Linked DNA regions of Rattus norvegicus: region 1 is linked to region 2. Evidence: chromatin contacts called from public Hi-C data. All regions are on one chromosome and are shown on one strand. The core of a region is the stretch at or near the end of the contact, and the rest is flanking DNA. Distances in the headings are between cores, read along the strand shown. Region 1 overlaps Bzw2 (basic leucine zipper and W2 domains 2). Region 2 holds the start of Tspan13 (tetraspanin 13).

The links. A called contact is a pair of places that touch in the nucleus more often than the background predicts.
Region 1: a Hi-C map of frontal cortex shows a contact between it and region 2, with 2.6 times the contacts expected there. The contact joins the enhancer-like site here to the promoter of Tspan13 in region 2. A contact is called at or near these places in 2 of 12 Hi-C or Micro-C datasets (frontal cortex and prefrontal cortex).

What each region holds. Positions count from the first base shown.
Region 1 is chr6:58,566,214-58,569,498 of GRCr8, forward strand. Bzw2 (basic leucine zipper and W2 domains 2) reads right to left here. Exons shown (of 12, transcript NM_134402.3): 9 at 1,933-2,079; 10 at 763-901. Among named protein-coding and RNA genes, the nearest start is that of Bzw2, 48 kb to the right of the region's middle. Within about 2 kb of position 1,903, at least 6 of the 93 cell types and tissues checked have an H3K27ac peak or open chromatin away from gene starts, as enhancers often do.
Region 2 is chr6:58,491,310-58,494,620 of GRCr8, forward strand. Tspan13 (tetraspanin 13) reads right to left here and starts at 1,495. Exons shown (of 6, transcript NM_001013244.1): 1 at 1,272-1,495. The coding sequence starts at 1,334. It overlaps LOC134479367 (a long non-coding RNA gene), which reads left to right and starts at 1,884. Exons shown (of 2, transcript XR_010052637.1): 1 at 1,884-2,020.

The DNA.
Region 1 (3,285 bases), core at 653-3,152, 75 kb after region 2:
TTAGCTTATATTACTTTATATTATGCCACTGCCACTTATGCATGTAACACCTCTAATGGGCCTTCTGCAATGCTCAAAATCTATCTCCCAACTGCTCCTTTCCCCCTCACAGAACTTGCAATCTGGCCCTCGGGCAGCCGAACATCACTTCTGTATGCTGTAGGTATGGAGACGGAGATCAGCTAGAGCGCTCAACACTCATTTTTAGTGCTAGTTGTCATGGCAACCTAAAACCTTATAAATACAATAAAGAGACAGTAAATGCGACTATTTAAAAATAGCCTTGCCTTAGAAAAACAGGAGAATGGCTGGGCCAAATAACTAAAATGTCAAGCGAAAGGCTAATTATTGCAATAATTTTCAAGTCAGCCTTATGGCACCTAAATGGGTCTGAAGGCAGTATATATAGCATTTTGATAATCACTGTTATTACAGCTAATTGTTTCAATTCAGAAGAAGACTCAATTATCTTATATAATTACGCTCGTTCCCTATAGCCAAGAAGCAACCAGTTCATCCCGTCTTCTGGCAGCTTCTGACCAGTAAGAAGTGTTCAGGTGTCTAACTAGCAAGGCTCCTGGTGAAGGGCATCCTGAGCCCATGCCTTCTCTTTCTGTGACATGGCCAATCTCCAGAACCTTCCCCAGTTAGCATCTGTAGTGTTCCTCCCTAAGGATAGGCTTGTGACCTCTGCCTTACGCACCTCTGTTCTCACAGAGCTTCAACAATGACAGAGGCACAGGGGCGGAGCACGGACGGTACCTTTATAAAAGAGAACCACGATCTTCTGGAAGGCTTTCATGAAGTGGATGTTGTCATAGCAGTATTCCTGAACCTTCTGCAGGAGGACAAGCTCTGACTGGCCTTGGGAACTGAACACGGCCAGCAGGGGAGCGTATTGCTAGAACAGAGCAGAGGGAAAAGGTGTGTGACCTGGAGCCAACACTCTTGGAATCTCAACAGCGCCTTGGAGGCCCCTTTCGCGGTTATTATGTTATGTCCAATTAGAGTGAATTTTATACCAGTGTATACTCTATTCACTGTATCCTCAACTGTATTACAAGCAACTACACAACCCTTTGTGTATATTGGGAACTGTGGAATTGAAATCACATCCTCACAGGCTATGGTGCAGCCCAGCTCTACTGTGAGGATGGTGGGATTCTCCTTCCCTGTGTCCCAGGCACTGCAAGCCACCTGAAGGATCTCTTTCTGTTATTCCTGAATCCCAGATATCTTTGACTTTCCGTTAGTGCTAGAGAGCTTTTTCTAAGACCTACTCACTTCCCTTTCATAGAGACGTTCCCATCTGGAACAGTGTTTCTTCCCCCGACCTCAGAGACACTGAAAGTCGTCTATGACCACTTAGGTCACATTCTGACCTCGACTTCCTAACTGAATTCTCCATGCAAGATCTCCTACTGTTTCTGCTCGCCATAGTGCCAGGGCATGCTGTACCTCAAAATAGTCAACCGACACAGTCAATTTACTTCTCTAATCCTAATGTCTATTCATAGCTTACTTAAATCAAAGATTCTGGCTTCTATTTTTCCCTATGGAACACAGTCGATAATTAGCTCACATTTCTTGTTAACGTATGACGCTACAGGTGACTGTATATTTCCGATGTCTTTTAACGAGAACCCATCTGGAGATGTTTCATGCCTAAACATTTTAGGCAGCGGCAGATTTGAGAAGGAAAATGACGTAGCCAGGGTTGGCTCTGGGGAAATGGGCTCTGCATTCACTAGCTCTTTCGTTTCTCGTTATTTGTGACAGGGTCTCACGTAGCCAGGACGGGCCTAGAACTGATCTGCATGACGCCACCTTCTCAGTGCTTGGGGTTTCAGGGATGCGCTGGCTCTACCCGCCACACCGTCAGGAGGTGCAGCTGACCCGCCTCAGAGCTGGTTCCCTTCAAACGCCCGTTACCTTCAGGTGCTTAAGAGCCTGCTCAGCAACCAGCTCCTCCTTCTTGTTCCATTCCACAGCGTTCATGACGCAGGTCCACAGCAGCCCGATCACAGCTGTCTCCGGAAGGTCGTTCCTTTTCATTTCCTCTTTGACGTAAAGCACCACCTACGTTTCATGGAAAAGAGTCGGAGAGGAACAACTGAGCAACCATAAATGCTGGGGCTATTCCTCTCCACGGCCTGGGGCAGGGTGGAAAATCCTGGGTTCAGCCTCTCCATCCCTAATACACATCCTCCAATGATAAATGAGAAGTATAGAAGCTGCTAGATGACATAGAGTAAGAGAAAGGCTTAGCTTCCTGGACAACCATTCTATGGGGGAACCCTTTGGGTCCAGCAGAGTAGGGCATTTGAGTCAGGCTGACTTATCATGGGTGCGAAGTAAGCAACAGCTCTGTGAATTTTTCTGTTGCTTAAAATTAAACTTCTTGATGTTTATCCTTTCAGTCCTGCTCTTGAGATGACTCTCCCGCCCCATCCCAGTGAAGAGCCAATAGGTAAAGAACCTGAACGCAAAGGCACCACCTCCCTCCTTCCCCTCCCCAATTTCCAGACAGGGAACCTTGATAAATACACGAGGGTGACCTTGAACTTACTGCTCCTCTCCTCACCACCTAGCTGCTGAGATTAGCTACCATACCTGGTTTATGAGGCACTGACATTGAACTGAAGGCTCCTATGTACCAAACAAGCCACACCCCAAATCCTGTCACTTTCTTTCCTCGATTCACGTCAATCCAGTGTATTCTGCAATTAGCAATACATCCATTCCCCTCCCTTATGGTGAGAAGATAACTGTTTTCTTTACTCCTGAACTTCAGAAACAGAGGACTGGCTGGGTACCTTTAGAGAGAAGTGGCAACCCGAGACTCAGACCTGCCTGGGACCCTCGAATGACTAGGAACAGGGACTGCTGCATCTAAAACCATCACTGTGGTTTTCCTTGTAGCTCACACCTCACTCTGTGCGTATGAGAGTCAAGCACAGCTCTAGTTTGAAGAAAATGGCTGCAGCTGCTGCAGGCTGCAGGCTGAAAGAGCGTCTGTTGTTCTAACACCTCCACCTGGTGGACAGTTAGCAGTTTGAGCTTCTCCAGCCCCCACTCTCTCGAGAAGCCAGGTAAGGCTCAGAGTACAGCAGATACAGCTGAAACTCAAGGATTTGGGAGTAGGAGGAGGACTCCCCAGCTAAAGTTTGAGTTTATCATGTAGAAAGGGTGGTTTTTTCTTTCAGCTTAAACAATGCCTTTCCAGATGTGTAGACAGTCATTGCTCTCTAACACATGGCAAACCATGCTTAAGCACGGTTCCAA
Region 2 (3,311 bases), core at 245-2,744:
ATTCCTAAGAACTAACCAGAAAAAAAAAAAAACATACGCCATCGATGCCTATTTCTGACTTGCCTTCAAAGCTTTGCCATCGTATCCAGACAAACACCAGGAAAAAAAAAAAAAAAAGGTAAAATGACCCGTGACCTGGTGTCTCTGCTTGTCAACCACAAGCGGCCTCTCTTGTCCACAGATGTAACCTAAGCTGGCCCAGATGGCCTGGCTCTGCTAATGCAGGGGAAACTGGGTTTGTTTTCAGGGTGGGTGCTGCAAGCACCAGGTGTATTTATAGAAGAGAACAAGTCTCCAATGGAATGAGATGACCAAAAGGAAGTTTCTTCCACGCAGTAGACAGCTTGTAGAAATGTCTAGATTTCCACAGCTTGGTTCCAGCCCAGACTCACAGACTACACCAGCTATGAAAACTTAGTAAAGCTCTTTTTGGTCTTTACCGTTATAAAATTTAGACAACTCCGCTTGCCACAGATAAATAACAAAATGACAAATGAAAAGGCTGGGGTGTTGAAGGTTTTCAATAAACATCACCTCATCTTCCTGCTGTCCAGTCACAATTACGCTTCAAAAAAATCAAACTGAGCTTTCCACGTTAAAGCAGGGAGAAAAAAAAAAATAAAAACGACTTGGGTGGAGAATTATATACTGAAGGACTTCACCTAAAATGGAGCTAGAAAAAGGTGGGGAGGGAGATAGCATGGGAAAAGCATCAAGTTGCGACTTCACTGGCAGGAACATCAACAAAGAGACTTTATGTAAGCACGAAACAAACTTCGGAAGCCGCGGATATCCTGTGAACCTGCTCGATGGCCTCCATTCAAACGACAGCTCTCAGAGCTGAGCCAGAAGCGCGCCATCCACAGGCCGCCTAGTCCATTCCAGGCCACGCTATCAGGCAAACCTGTCCCCTAAGCCAGGGCTGCTCTCCAGCCTCCGAACACTCTCCAGATGGGATGGCCAGCCCAGAGCGTGCGGCTGGAGGGACTGAGATGGGAGCGTGGGGAGGGATGAGAGAGTGGGGAGGACTAGGCGAGTGGGAAGGGACCCGAAAGTGAGGGGCTGCGGAGAGCAGGGCGAGGGGCGAGCGAGCGCCACAATGAAGGACGGGCGGAGACTGCGACAAGCAGGCTCGGGGTCCCGGGCGGGGGCTGCGGGCGAAGCTGGGGCGTGGGAAGCCCGCAAGGGGTGCGGGATGGGGCACAGGCGAATACTCAAACCCGGAGGAGGCCGACAGCCCCCGCAGGTGGCACCGGGCGCGGGCTACTCACGGTGTATAGCAGGTTGAGCGCGCACAGGCAGTTCTTGGAGCACGAGAAGCCCCCGCACACCATCGTGGCGCGTGGGCTAGCGGGCGCCTGCGGGTCGAGGCGTCCTCCGAAGGGCTGGGCGAGTAGCTGCTGGATCCCGGCCTTCTGGGCCTGTAGCCGGGGTTGGGCTCAGGGCTCCGGTTCGGGGTTCAGGCTCGGGGCTGCAGTGCCGCGCCCGCAGCGGCTCCCACCCGCTCTGCAACCTGCGGCCGCAGCAGATCCGCCGATCGAGCGCCCCGCCCCGCCGCCCCGTCTCGCCCTGCACTCTGATTGGCCACTGCCAGGGAACAAAGGTAGAGATATGCAAATCAATGCGCTCGTCAGGCCTCGATCCGGGAGAGGCGGGGACCTCTGCGGAGGAGGAGGAGGAGGGGTCCTAGCCTGTCAAGAGGGAGCGGAGCCTCCGGCTCCAGAGACTGAGGCCTCCGTGACATTTCTTTCCCCCCATCCCCCGCCCCCCATCCTAGGTGAGCAGCAGAGGGCGGGGCTCCACGGTGGCAGGAGAAATGACAACACCTCTCTCCATTCTTGCCCTATGGGTGACGTGGCACCATTTTGAATGAGATGATAAAACAAATCGAAGCACCTGGCCTCGTTTGAATGAAAGAAGATAAGAAGGATTTATAGAGAACAAGGGTGGAGGCAATGAAAGGAAAAACAGAAGTGAAAGACTAAAAAGAGCAAATAAAAACCCGTTTCTCTCAACATAGGTAAGAAATGTAACCAGTGATTGTGACAGATTTCAGATTAAGAGGACTTAGTCTACAGAGGTTTGAGAAATACTAATAAAATCGCTTCTCGGCCTTTTGGCTAAGATCAAGTGAGAAATACTAATAAACCTTATGAATGCATATGTGCAAAAGAAATCAAGGACCTTTATTCTTGTAGTGGGGTCCTGAATTTCAGCGGCTGGTTTTTGCATGAGTAAGAGCTAGGAAGCCTTTCAATAGCAGACTCTGTTAATTTATTTACTTTACTTGCTGCATCTTAAATCCTGATTCCTCACCTCTAACAAGAATATTAGAAATATATCGTGCAGTTTTTGATAGACCCCCCCAGCATAGAATAAAGTCTTGTATCAGATGTGATCAGTCCAGTTGATGTGTTTTAAGGCACTCCCTACTGTGTTCCAACTGTTAAGCCGGTAGAGAAGGCTTCGTTATTTCATAGTATTTTCTACCAATAAAAATTCTACCAATAGATTTTTTTTTCTTTTTTCTTTTTTTCGGAGCTGGGGACCGAACCCAGGGCCTTGCGCTTGCTAGGCAAGCGCTCTACCACTGAGCTAAATCCCCAACCCCCTACCAATAGATTTTATAAAGAGCTTTTTAAGGACCTGAAATGTTGGCTCAGCTGTTAAGGGCACTTACTGCTCTTGCAGAGGACCCCAGCACCCAAATGGCACTCACGATGTCTGTAACTCCAGTCCGAGGGGATCCAGTGCCCTCCTCTGACCTCAGTGGACATCAGGCTTGTACATGGTACACACGTATACATGAAGGCAAAACACTCATAAAATACTAAACTAGATCTTTTAAAAAGAAAGATTTTCAAATTCACTGTCCATTTTGAGCCTAAAAACTTCACATGGTTAGGTGAATGTATGTGTCAAAAAAAAATTTGACTTAAACAAGTTACTTAAATACATTCTCTTCAAATACCCCAACCTCTTCATACTTCTTTAAATCTCACCATACAAACACTCATGGATTTTATGTTTTTTGTAATCCTTCTCAATCTTGCATATATCCCCAGAAACATTTTTTAAAAATTAGTATGGGAAACGACCCTCCACTCCAAACTATACTACTCTACTTTTCTTTCTAAAATCCAGATTTTAAAGACCTGTGTAGTGGTGCATGTCTTAAATCCCAGTACTCTGGAGGCAGAGGCAAGCAGATCTCTGTGAGTCCCAGGCTAGTCAAAGCTGTGTAGGGAGACTGTTTTAAACTACATAAGTGAAAATAAACTAAGCCATTTACAAAGAAGTGTCAACAAGAA